Regions from separate parts of the Mus musculus genome. Here all the other regions are linked to region 1. The links are chromatin contacts, called in public HiChIP or PLAC-seq and promoter capture Hi-C maps. All regions are on one chromosome and are shown on one strand. The core of a region is the stretch at or near the end of the contact, and the rest is flanking DNA. Distances in the headings are between cores, read along the strand shown. Region 1 holds the start of St6gal1 (beta galactoside alpha 2,6 sialyltransferase 1). Region 2 overlaps St6gal1 (beta galactoside alpha 2,6 sialyltransferase 1). Region 3 has its middle 28 kb from the start of Rtp1.

Evidence for each region. Promoter capture Hi-C pulls out the DNA fragments that hold promoters and counts their contacts. HiChIP or PLAC-seq counts read pairs in DNA pulled down with a chosen protein or histone mark.
Region 2: a contact with region 1 is called in an H3K27ac HiChIP or PLAC-seq map of microglia, with 3 times the contacts expected there. The contact joins the enhancer-like site here to the promoter of St6gal1 in region 1. A contact is called at or near these places in 9 of 39 promoter capture datasets (the 3T3-L1 cell line, HPC-7-derived erythroid cells, the SN4741 cell line and 5 more), 1 of 15 datasets of contacts at CTCF or cohesin (large pre-B cells), 4 of 484 Hi-C or Micro-C datasets (the AML12 cell line, neurons, spermatogonial stem cells and 1 more), 9 of 115 datasets of contacts at active chromatin or transcription factors (bone marrow-derived macrophages, craniofacial prominence, embryonic hindbrain and 5 more) and 5 of 9 other capture datasets (adipose tissue, embryonic stem cells, liver and 2 more).
Region 3: a contact with region 1 is called in a promoter capture Hi-C map of the SN4741 cell line, with 2.6 times the contacts expected there. The contact joins the enhancer-like site here to the promoter of St6gal1 in region 1. A contact is called at or near these places in 3 of 39 promoter capture datasets (the SN4741 cell line and liver) and 1 of 9 other capture datasets (liver).

What each region holds. Positions count from the first base shown.
Region 1 is chr16:23,221,700-23,226,018 of GRCm38.p6, reverse strand. It overlaps St6gal1 (beta galactoside alpha 2,6 sialyltransferase 1), which reads right to left and starts at 1,279. Exons shown (of 8, transcript NM_145933.4): 1 at 790-1,279. BC106179 (cDNA sequence BC106179) reads left to right here and starts at 535. Exons shown (of 3, transcript NR_152126.1): 1 at 535-551; 2 at 1,575-2,234; 3 at 2,524-4,319.
Region 2 is chr16:23,356,035-23,360,229 of GRCm38.p6, reverse strand. St6gal1 (beta galactoside alpha 2,6 sialyltransferase 1) reads right to left here. Exons shown (of 8, transcript NM_145933.4): 7 at 3,847-4,021; 8 at 1-2,601. The coding sequence ends at 2,360. Among named protein-coding and RNA genes, the nearest start is that of Gm30814, 31 kb to the right of the region's middle. Within about 2 kb of position 1,394, at least 7 of the 459 cell types and tissues checked have an H3K27ac peak or open chromatin away from gene starts, as enhancers often do. A contact at or near this core is called in microglia, where this site is marked.
Region 3 is chr16:23,455,237-23,459,405 of GRCm38.p6, reverse strand. It overlaps a transcript of Masp1 not described here. Among named protein-coding and RNA genes, the nearest start is that of Rtp1, 28 kb to the right of the region's middle. Within about 2 kb of position 2,640, at least 67 of the 459 cell types and tissues checked have an H3K27ac peak or open chromatin away from gene starts, as enhancers often do. A contact at or near this core is called in the SN4741 cell line, where this site is marked.

The sequences.
Region 1 (4,319 bases), core at 30-2,529:
TCTTTCAGCAAGCTAGGGAGGCGCTCGAGATTCCCCAACAGGGGCAGTCGCCAGTGCACGGGGACAATGGTGTGTCGGGCAGGGTCTATTTTAGAAGGGTACCCTACAGATCCTTAGTTCAGCCCACGACTCTTAAGAAAATCTCGAAGAAGAGATGAGGGCTTGTAGGTTTCACCTCCAAACCCGTGCCAATGGGTGAAGCATACGTGTGGGTGGGGTGGGGGCTTTTTGTCGGCTCTTTCTTGTTTGTATTTTCTTTTTCCTTTAAAAATCAACAGGTTTAGTCCGTCCCTTCACAGAGCACCGCTGCGAAAGGTCCCCACCTCTCCAGCAGTAGTAGGTGGCCTCCAAGCGCCGCACCCGTTGGTTTGGCTGGAACAATAACCTGACCAAAAGAGGTTCAGCCGGGGCACACGTGCGTTTGTTGTGGTGCCTGCGCTCCCCCTCTCCTTCCACCGGGCTTGTTTTCCTGCTCTGTTACCAAAGTGGGCAAGATCTAAAGAGACCCTCACTCCGCGAGTCAACGCCTTACACAATACAGACGCTGCAGTGTAGGTTCCTGCGTCCCCGCACACGTGGGTTTGTTATGGGTGCGCAGGCTGGCGTGCCGGGGGGTGGGGGTGGGGGTGGGGGATTAGGGAGGGGAGGCCAAGGCGGTCCCTCCCCTGGACCCGCGACAGACATCCCCAGCCCGGGGCGGCGGCTCCTACTCCCGCAGCTAGGGCTGCCTCTCAGCGCACCCCTGCACTCCTTCTTCAGACCCGTGCCGCCCGCCTCGCCCCTACTCACTTGCAGCTCTCTCAATCGGGAAGGCGGCTGCGGTCGCTGAGCCCACCGAGCGCTCGCACGGCGCGCAGTCCGATTCCCTTTGTTAGGGTCGGGCAGTGCCAGGGCGGCTCCCCAACCCAGGCTGGCGCTCAACTCCACTCCCCCAGGTGCCTCTGGATCTTGCCGGGCCGAGGGAGAAGAGCCCGGGACTCAAGCTCCGAGTGAGTCCCCTTGAGAACGGATCTTCTGGGAAGCAGAGAGGGAGCACAGATGAGGGTACAGAGGACCGGGAAGGAGGGAAGAAAAGCACGGCAGACCGGCGGGAGGACGCTTGGTCTCCGTTATGCAAATAGAGTCGTTAAAACTAGAAAAGTGCTCTATCACACCGGTCCCAAACCATCCTGGCCCTCTGGAGGTCGCTAGCGAGCAGGCTCAAGGTTAAAGGTGCCTGCTTAGGGCTCCCCGTAATGCAGGGAATCTTGCAGTCTGTCCACAAAGAGCAAGCCTTTGGGGCGGAGCAATGCGGCAGGCAAGGAAGCCCAAATGCTGCCTCCACCCCCACCCCCTGCGTGTCCCGATGGATTGGATTCAGTGTTATCTGGCGAAAACGTTCTTACCAGAGTGCTTGTCCTGGCTCTGCACAGGGTGATCCTGATCAAACAAGTCATTTAACCCCTGTGAAAACTCAAATTTTTATGTAGGACACATACATCTTAGACTGTAGTATTTAGAGTTTAACAAAAATCCCCCAACATTAAGTGTATCCTGTACACAGCCTTGTCAAACTTTTTTTTTTTTTTTTTTAGATGTTCTGGAGTCCTGCGACCTGGAACTCTCACAGTAGGTACGCAGGCAGGCAGGACCCGGTTACAAAGGTAAAGACAGCCGGGCACCTTCCTTCCACTGGGCTTAGGATACGGCTGCTGGAGAAGTCAGGAGGAAACATCTTGTTGAAGAAGCAGTCTGGCAGTCTGACCATCTCTGATTACCCACAGACCACTTCCGAAAGACTGAAAACTTTCCTCTGTAAGAGAACTGGAAGCCACCATCTGGCCGCTCCTTCGGTCCTTTCTATCCTAGAGAAGAGATTTGACTACTCTGAGGCAGTAATCACATCCCAAATATCCACCTCTGAGCTGGGAGAGGAATCAAATAGAGCTCCAAGAACGCAGAAAATTGCTGGTCTGGGTTTTCTGTGTAGCAAAATAGCCTCTACAGTAAGATTGCTGGAGCCAGGACCAGAGCGTTCTCTTCAAGTCCAGATAGCCGCTTCCCACCACCAACCTGGGAAAGAAAAGATTGCCGCCTCCTCCCCAGCACCTGTCTTTCAGATTGTCTTCCTCCATCCTTTGATTCTGAGCCCCTAGCTGCTCACCCTCCCCCAGCTGCTCTGGAGCCAGAGACCCAAATCAGAAAGTGCCAGACAGTGAATTCAGTTCTGTGGCCAAGAAGCTATTTGTTCTTGGGTGAGTTCCACAGTCTTTCTGGGCCATTCTTTCCTCTTCTGCAACATGGAGAGCTAGAAGACAGCACTAAGGATCATGTTTACACGAAATGATTTATGTGGAGCAAGTAACGTAGAGTCTAGCCTACTGAGCATGCTCATAATAGTGCACTCTGCTGTGAGCCAATGAAAGCAGACCCCGGGTGACTGTTTCTGAAAGGGTGCTAACTGAAAGTCGAAGATTTTGTTCTACATTAAGAGGCCATTAAACGATTTTAATGCATGGCTCACAGTGCATCCTTGTGCTTTAGGTAGATTCTTCGGTCGCGGTTCTTGAAGATGGAAACAGGAGCGAGGACTTTAAGTGAGAATCTCAGACTGACTTGGGAGCTGACAGACAGTGGAGATCGCTTAAGCACCTGAACTGTGACGCTGACACAGGAAATGAAGAAAAGGCATCTAGACAAGAATCACCAAAGACACAGTGCTGGTTTCAGTGTTATACACAGTAAGGTGTTAAACCCACTTGTGGATGAGGAAATTAAGTCACCCAGGCCCTTGAGAAATCTCAGTATCCCTCACGTTCATTGAAAGCCTCAATCCTTTCTTTCAACCTCCCTCTTGTTTCCACTCAATTTAAGAACTAAGAACCATACAATAGGAAAGAGACTCTTTTAAAATGGGATACAGCATCTACTCTTAAGTTCTATTTTCTAGAACTCTAACCAGTCAATGGGGGGGAAAGGGAAGGGGTTCACTCTGGGTTTTGAACTTGCCACATTGATAATACCCACACACTGTGGCAAACCTAAAAAGAAGCCCTGGGGGGGGGGGGGGTCTAGAACAGATAAATAGACATGTAGGGATATTCCCAGAAAAACTGCAGGGGCATCACCATCTGGTAGCTTTCCAAAGTGGCTCTTTCATCAGTAAGGCCTTCTGACCTGCAATGAGAGACAAAATGTTGAACTATATCTCAGGACTATAGAGCTGCAGGCTACAGGAATATAGTTCATCATGCTGGTCGGGGACTATAGATTGTCAGGCTATAGGAATGTAGTTCATCATGCTGGTCGGGGGCTATAGAGATGCAGGCTATAGGAATGTAGTTCATCATGCTGGTTGGGGGCTATAGAGCTGCAGGCTATAGGAATATAGGTTATCGTGCTGGTTGCTTTCCTTAGAAGTCCACATTCCATAACTTCTGCTCCCACTATCTGAATGTACCCTCCATTCCTATGCTGAAATCTCAACCTGCACTCAATGGATAGCATTAGGAGATGAGATCTTGGAGAGGCAAATAGTCATGAGGGCAACATTATCTTGAATGAGACCACTTACCAAGGAGACACAGGCATGTCCTTCTACCTCATTAAGAGAAGCTAAAAGGCACCAGCTACAGACAAGATGTCTGTCCTCACCAGTTGCCAAAGCTGATGTCACCTAGACCTTGGGCCTACTAGACTTCAGAATGATGAAGAATATATTTCCAAGTGCTTTAAATCACCTAACTTGTGGTGGTTTTGTTGCTGCATTCTTTATTATTATTATTATTATTATTATTATTATTATTATTATTATTATTATTAGGTATTTTCCTCGTTTACATTTTCAATGCTATCCCAAAGGTCCCCCATACCCACCCCCCCCTTGTTGCTGCATTCTTAATAGACTTAGACAGTCCCTCGGTGTCTTAGGTCCTGTCCTTCACAGTAATCATTTCAGGCCATTTACTGGTGAGTATAAATGAGGTGTTGCTTTGTAATAGTCACAACAAGCCACTGGCAAACAGTATTTCTGAGGTGTTCTTGAGAAATACCTTGGCCGCAAAGGATGTGGGAAGCAATTGAAAGTTTCCTCCTAAATCATTTTTTTCCAACCCCACTACATATGCTCCCAAAGACCTAGAAGAGGTTATCACTTAGGGAAGTGCACTTTCTACCCTGAGCACCCGTAGCACACGTTGTCCAATAGGAGGCTGGGCTCTGGGACCCAACAAACTGTGTTCTACATGTGCTGCCCATGTTGTTCCTCAGTGTGGCCAAGCTCGAGGGTGAGGCTCATATACCAGGGAATTACAAGAAGCCCAAGTAAGAAAACAGAATAA
Region 2 (4,195 bases), core at 145-2,644, 130 kb before region 1:
ATTGGCAGAAGGAATCAAGAGGATCCTGCATTTAGGATGCATAGATGGCTAGTGACGTCAGTGCCCACGTAGAAAGACACTTTCCTATAGCACTCAGTCACAGATTTTAAACTACCTGTCGCAAATACTAAATACCTCATCAGACTAACAGTGACGCCCACATCCACTCCGTAGTCCACTTTACTCAAGTATCCACATTTACAGAGCACAGAGAAAGTCTAACAGACATCAGAATCATATTACACTTATTAATTTACTCCCCCACATTAATAAGAACTAAAAACTAGAATCTACCCAGTGTAGTCTCCATCTCTAATGTACCTCTTGCTGACCTCTTGAAGGAACATCAGCTTCCTGGGCACTCTATCCACAGTCCTGATGCCTTATAATGAGCCAGGAATTCCCTAGACCTAACCCCCACAGCGGCCAAGCAGCCCAATGCTCTGCACACCCTGAGGTGCAGGCAGCAAGACAGGTAGGCTCCTGCACGTTGCAAATGATGCAGATGCCTCACAACAGAAAGGATGCCCTGCTTTTCTCTACTGCCCTCTCCTGCAGCAAGGCCCAGTATGGGTGTGACCCTCCATAAGGAAACAAGGAAAGACATCAGGGTACCTACTTCCTATGCACCGTGGACACAGCCCAGCCACGTGCTTTCCAGTGGTCCTCACACAGCCCAGATATATGTTTTCCTGCGGTCCCCACACAGCCTTGTGAGGTAGGATTGTCACCCCCATTTTACAGATATGGAAACAAAGTGGCACAGTGAGGAAGTGGGGGTCAACCTGGAAAGCCAGGGCTTTTCACTCCGGGCTTTCTATTGCCCGCATAAGGCAAGGGGGTCAGCAGTAAACAAGTTTCTGAGCTCTGAGACTGTGGGTCTGCAGCTCGAAACACCGAAGCCCTGTGAGCACAGCCTTGGGAATCCAGTAGACTGTGTCTCAGTGACCTTGATTCAATAGCATTAATTCTGATCTGTAAGTCACTGAACCACTCCACACCAGGGGCTGAGTGGGCTGCTGTGGTTTCCCACCAGGTAGAGAGGTCTCAGAAAATCCTTGTGAGAGTATGCTTGCCAAACAGGGTGGGTCCTCCCTGCCCAGAGACCAATGCTACTCCCTTGCAGGGGGAGCAGGGCAATCTGTGATCACACACCTCACCCCTTGTGAGAATCAGTTATGATTAAGATTCTAACCTAAGTCCCAGAAACCATATTCCCCATGCCCTGAGAGACCTTTCATGGGGGGCGGGGGGGCCCATAAGGTCAGCGAAAGTTGGGGTAATTGCAAAACAGAAAATGATTAAAAGTAATTTGGGAGGGAAGCCTGCTGTAAGGGAGAGTAATGATAGCAATTAGGAGAAGGTTAGGGAGTAGACAGCTAAAACAATAAAATAAAATAAAAGAGCCCCAGCCTATCTGACTAATCTGCTGTCTCCTGTGGGGCAGCACTTGGTGCCAATGTGGGTAGGGACTTTCTAACAAAAATACCTTGGGTTTCCATGTTCTAACATCAGTGATAAAGGGGAAAGTGAAAACTTCTTCTGAAGAAGACGGTGTGTTTCTCTTCTTCCTCTAAGAGCTTCCCCAGTGCTCTTGCTCAACAAGAACACAGTAGAACTGGCCCCTGCTGGGTGTACAGACAGCACGCTCTCAGAGAGGAGCCCAAATCACTGAGCGCACGGAATGTTTGCATTCTAGCTGCCTGTTGGGTGTCTCTCTCTTTTACTCAACTCTGATCAGGTTGGGGACAGATGGGAGGTTTTGTACCTTCTGTCTCCATGGAGAGTGGGAAGTGAGCTACCCAAGATCCTTTGCAAGATCATAAGCACCCAGGATTAAGGATCAAAAGGGACTACCCTTGGGAACAACTTTACTCTAGAGTAACTGAGTAGGCTTCCCCACCGTGTCCCAATTATTTGCCTCCCCTCCCTGAAGCCACCCTGCATCTGACACAAATCATGATCTGGGAGATGTGAAATCACCACCTAGGGAGAGATTTAAGCCACGGAAGGTGCTCCTTTGTTAGGATGACATCATTCAGTTGGAAAAAACAAAGTCTAGTTTTGGCAACCCTGGTGAGAAATGTGGCTCTTTCCCCTACTCATGTGAAAGGAGAGGAGGATGTTGTCAGGAGAAATGTGTACGGCAAGAATCTGGGCTCCCATACTCTGTGCCTGCAGGGAAGGCTGGGTCTGCCTCCTTGCCATCAGACACTGGAGGCCCCAGAACCCTCGCCAACAAAATTCCCTAGAGTGCAAGAAGCAGGCTGGGCCTGTTGAATAAAAACACTCCTTCAAGCAGTGGTAACCAGGAGAGCAGCCATAAAATGACTTATGGAGAAGGATGAGGATGCCTGGCTCAACAGCGATTGTTCCGGAAGCCAGACAGGGTAGCTTTCCCAAACAAATAAATGTCTTCATCTGTTCCCTCATTGAGATGCTTCACCATATTCTTCTCGAAGAGGAGCGGATGGTAGGCACCCATCGTGCAGGCGCTGTCAAAGAACTTCTGGTGATAGTAGCACACATCTGTCTTGCGCTTGGATGGGAGGAACTCGTAAATATCAACTTGGTCACACAGCGTCATCATAATGATGATACCTAGAGAGGGGAGCAGAGGGGAGGCGTGTGGTTAGGAGGGGACAGGTATGGCAGGGGCAACGCAGACAGCAGCAGGGCCCTGGGGCAACAGGAAGTCTGTTCCTCAGCACACCAACCACTGCTGCTCTAAAAGCTCTAGGAAGAGCCCAGATGCACCTACCCGAACGCTGAAGCAGAGGGTAAAAGGGGCTGACGTACTGCAAGGGCCCCTATGTCTTTTCATCCCTGCCTCTAGCAGAAAACTAAGCTGCTCATTTACTAAGGGAAATTTTACCATGCCAGACCCACAGGATAAGTGAAAGACAGTTAGCCCTCTAGTATGGGAAGTAGACAGATAAACTGCACAGTGGTGAGTCCCTGGAAACATCTCGTTAAAGGTTTGCACTACAGTTGCCCATGGAAGGAGTGTCCATCCCTCTGCAGAGACAGCCTGTCCATTCATGGGAATGCCCCAGTGGTCCATCCCAAGAGAAAGGGAGGGAAGGATGGATGGGCATTAAGATCTGAGGGACAGGGAGAGAGCTTAAGAAGAGAGACTTTGACCAGCATTCAGTACCCTTATCCCCAGTCCACCCCAAATCTGCTTCCCGTTTCCTACATGACCCCATCTAGACAAGCTAGCCCAGCTTCTCTCATGGTTTCAACTAAAGCATCCACAAAGCCAGGAGAGGTATGATAAACTTTTGTCTGTGTCAGGTTCCCAACATGACTCTGCAGAGCAATGTTACCACTTCTATCCATAGTTACCTATGAAACCTTTTTGTTGTTGTTGTTGTTCATTATAATTTCTGGCATTGTGATTTTTAAAGATATTGCATTAAAACATCACTTGACTAGTAAGCTTTAGCATACTCTCTGAATTGTAAGCCTAAGACAAGGGTCTTGCTTATTCCATCCAAGGTCCTATCTCCTCCCTTCCTCCTCTTTGGGTGTGCCTCCCATTACACTATCACTGCATGTCAAGCTCCCCTCTCTTCCATAGAAATCTCTGACCGTCAGCTACCAGGGGCCTTCTCTCTTACAACAGGATGGCAGTCTCCTCATTGTGGCCCAAACTGAATGTGGCCTTGGATGCCTGACTAAGTTCCCTCAGCAGACCTCTTAAGAATAAAAATTATACCTTATGTAAGATAAGATTTAGTATAGTGCACAAGTAGAAAAGTTGTTCTGGTGCATGAACGAGACCGAAGAAGAAAGCCAGTCCTCTACCAAACAATCACAGGTCTTCTCCACACACGCACTCACCCAGCATGCCGGAGGATGGGGGATTCGGCTGAATCAGATCTGGAGAGATTTCCTGAATGATGTCCCATAGTTCCCATGGCATCTGGGGCTTGAGGATGTAAAAAGGCTGGCTGGGGTGAAGCCTTCGGTAACTCTTATAGGTTTCGAAGAAGTTGTAGTCTGGCTTCTGATACCACTGAAACAGAAGGAAGGGGTGTGCTCAGCAGAGAAACCTTACGCAAACACTCTTGCCAGAGGATCAGCCTTGTCTTGCGGCAGATCACGAACATCATCAAATCACAGCCCTTAGTGGGTGCTCCAGTCGGGGCCTGGAACAAAGTCTCTGACTATAGGACTGTTGGAATGGTGA
Region 3 (4,169 bases), core at 1,391-3,890, 230 kb before region 1:
TGAGTCATAGGGGTTTGTAGGGAAATGTAGCAGTGAATGAAACTGCTTTGACTGCCAGCTGGTCACACACTCTGCACCCACCCAAGAGCTCTCTAGATTCGTGAATGGGAGACAAGCATTCCAGCTCATTTTGATGTGCCTTGACTAGCTCCGTGGATGGGCATTTCTAATCCTCCCCATGGCTAGCATACAGTCTCCCCTCCAACTTTCCTGAGTCAACTTGCTAAATCAACATTTCATCTCTGTTACCCCCGACCCAATTGGGCAAGTGGCTCCTTTGGCTCCTTTCCCGAATTCTTGCATGGCTGGTAGCTTTCTTTCCTGTAGCTCTTAAGTCTGATCCCTCTCCCCCAGAGTCGTAGCAATTCTCCTCTCCTCCCTCTGTTCCTTGCCCTCACAATCTAAAAGTCCCTCCTCTCTCATCCTGCCCAGCCATTGTCCGTTGGCAACTTTATTTCCCAATCAGAGCCAACTGGGAGCAGGCATCCTTTAGTGTCCCATGTGATTCTGGTTGCTGAATTAAGACAAAGCATTAGAACCAATCCCCAGCAGGGAAATATCTTTTTCATGTACATCAAGATCTTTAGTAATTAAAACTTTGTTTTTAGAATTAAAAAACCTCTCCTTTTGTGACCTAACTTGCATTACAAATTAGTCTCAGAGGACCAGAAAGATGGCTCAGCAGATAAGAGCACCTGCCCTTGCAGGGTACCAGAGCTGTTTTTCCATGTCAGCAGCTCACAACCCCTGTAATGGAATGCATCATATATATATATATATACATGGAAACGTTACTTTGTAAGCTAATACATGTGGGTCCCATTCTAGTCTCCTGGTCTTTGCTCATATATTCTTCTAGCTACATATGCATATGTAATAGTCCAAGGCTAGGATATATATATGTGAGAGAGAATACACAGTAGCTGTCTTTCTAAGCCTGGATTATCACATAGCAAAAGCCTCTAACTGAAGTACAGGAGAGGCCTCATTAAGCAGTCAACATACAACCCAGACCATAAAGGGTGATTATTGTCAACTAGACTCTCTGGTTGATAATAATGTCAGAGGTGGAACCATGAGCCTATGAGGGGTATGGAAGGTAGGACAGGATGACTGAGAGAGTGGTAGCAGACAGAAGGACTTAAGGCTAGACCAGGTACTAGATGGGCTGGGGCTGATAGGGAGCAAGCATCCACCGCCTCACACACCTTCCGTGGCCCAGGAAAGCACTGGAGACGGCGCTCAGACGAAGACGAGCAGCACCTGCATGTAAAGCGCACCACGCTCCACCCACTGTACAACCCCAGCACGTTTGAGAACGACCTTGGTCTGGTGGAACTGTCAGAGAGCCCGAGGCTGAACGACTTTGTGATGCCTGTCTGTCTGCCTGAGCAGCCTTCCACTGAAGGTACTTATCTTAGTCAGGGTCACTATTGCTGTGGTGAAACACCATGACCAAAAGCAACCTGGGGAGGAGAGAGCTTATTTGGCTTGCACTTCCATATTACTGGTCTTCACTGAAGAAAGTCAGGACAGGAACTCTAGCAGGGCAGGAATCTGGAAGCAGGAGCTGTTGCAGAGGCCATGGAGGGGTACTGCTTACTGGCTTGCTCCTGGTGGCTTGCTCAGTCTGCTTTCTTATAGCCCCCAGAACCAATGCAGAGATGACACCACCCACAATGGGCTGGGCCCTTCCCCATCAATCACTGATTAAGAAAATGTCCTACAAGTTTGCCTATAGCACAGTCTTATAGAGAATATTTCTCAACTGAGATTCCCTCCCCTCTGGTAACTCTAGCTTATATCGGGTTGACATAAAGACTAGCCAGCACAGTATCTGTCCCCTGACCACATCCTGTACTGCAGCTGCGGCGACGACAAAGTGGTCTCCTCCAGAGTTGCTGAGGCTGTGGTAGGATACCTCCTCTCACACTGTGTGTGTGTGTGTGTGTGTGTGTGTGTGTGTGTGTGTGTGTGATTTTTCTACTGCTTCCCCTATAACAAAATTGGAACTAATTCCATGGTGACACAGTTGTTGTATTAGGCACAAGGTAAACAATCGTATGTGTTTTCCATATAGGAACACAAAACCAGCCTAGTGTCTATAATAGAGGAGTTAGCATCAAGTATTGGTGAGCTAAATAAGTAAATGGGAAATTCTGAGAAAAGGGAGATGTGCCTGCAGGAAGAAATTATCTCATGTAGACTAGGGGAGGGGACTGAAGTAAGAGGCTGGACTGAGGGAGCCTGGAAGAGTAGAAAGTGTCCCCCTTTCCTGAAAATCCCATTAGTTGAGTTGTCACCCCCAGCATGACAGAGTAGCACACAGAGAGAAGCATGGCTGGGGGTGGCTCAGGCTGGCAACAGAGTCCTGCAATCGCTTGCCTTGTATGCTCTGGGTTCAAGCTTCAAGGCCCAGCCCTACACACCCAATAAACGGTGGCAGGACAAGCTGTAGCTAAGGGACAGTAGTTGATCACCAGCACAGTTCGAATTATCGTGCTGGCTTTCCTGGTGAGTCATCTTGAGGATGCCACCAGGCTCAGTAAGCTTAAGTCCTTCACCTCTCAACTGGACGCAAAGCCCCATCAGGCTGCCTGTGTTATTAAAATGAAATACCATAATCAGAACATGTCTAGCTAAGGGCAGGAGGCCAACCCAGGCCAGCTGGCCTCCTTTTCCTTGGAATTCAGTGTGTCATATCCTCACTCATTTCCTGAGGATTAAAGATGTCAAATAAAAAAATAAAAAAGCCAGAATCTGAGAAATGCTTAAGAGAAGTGAGCTGGCAGGAACTGTGTGGCTCTGATTAATCAGGCACTGTGTACTTCACATGTTCCAGCTCCTGGCCCTCACTAACTTATTTATGCCTCCTAGAAGCCTTGAAGGACATTTTCGGAGTGGCTTACTGCTATGCCCATAGATTACTGCACCTCTCAACTCAAGCTAGAAAAACATCTTTCTTCAGAAGATAGAGATTAACCCAAAGACCCACACTGGTCAAGTTGCAGAGAATAAGACTGCTCAGGCCTAAATGAGATATCTGTGTCATACCCCTGGCAGGCCAGGGTTCAGGGATCTCTGCGGAAGAGGCAGGCAGAAAGTGATGGATGCCTACAGGGAGGCTCTCTTCTGGACATAACTGAGCAACTGCGCACATGTGATACTACGCATAAGACCTTTGCAAGCCCAAGCCAGACAAAATCCCATCATGGGGAAGGGAGATAGGCACAAAGTCTCACCCTAACTGAAGAGATATTGGCAATTGAGAGCTTTTGTGAAAAGGTGAGTCAGTTTAATTTAAAGGTGCCGCCTCTGGAGGGCTAACCACACTCCAGTGAAAGGCCGCATGCCCAATAGTAACACAGGCTAAACAGATTAGATCTGTAGGGTTTAAGAAAGGAAGGAAGGGAAGGAAGAAAGAAAAAGGAAGGCGAAGGAAAGGAAAGGAAAAAGATAAAATAAAATAAAATAAAATAAAATAAAATAAAATAAAGGAGAAAAGTCACAAAGTTGAGTGAGCAGGGAAGGAGTGGATAGATCTGGGAGAAAGAGATGGGAGAGAGATGATGAATATGATCAAAATACATTATAAAAATATAAAATGAACTAATAAAATGCAAAAAAGAAAGTGAGAAAGGAAGAAAGAGAGAAAAAAGAAAGAAAGGAGGGGAGGAAAGAAGGGAAGGAGGGAAGGAGAAAGGAAGGAAGGAAGGGAGGAAGGAGGGAGGAAGGAAGGAGGGAGGGAGGGAGGAAGAGAGGGAGGGAAGGAGAAAGGAAGGAAAAGAAGGAAGGAAAGGAAGGAAGGAAGGAAGGAAGGAAGGAAGGAAGGAAGGAAAAGAGAAAAGCTGAGGCACATCATGTCTTAGGAGCAGGTGTGGAAGCACAGTTAATGGTCTCAGAACTTAAATGTAGCCATGTTTTCTGCATCCAAGCCTCCTTATTAAATAAGAATACAATGACTTCTCTACCCTTAGCCCGGATTCACATTGTCCCCACATCTGAGATTTCATAAACTTATAGGATGTCATGGCTAGTTTTAGGGATTACCAAGTCCTACCTCTTTGTTTCACAGATATGGAGTCTGAGGCTTAAATTGATGCAAGGGGAGAAAATGTTGCCTGACCTGTTGCTCTCTATGCTGGGCTCCTTGCTTATTCATAGCCTCT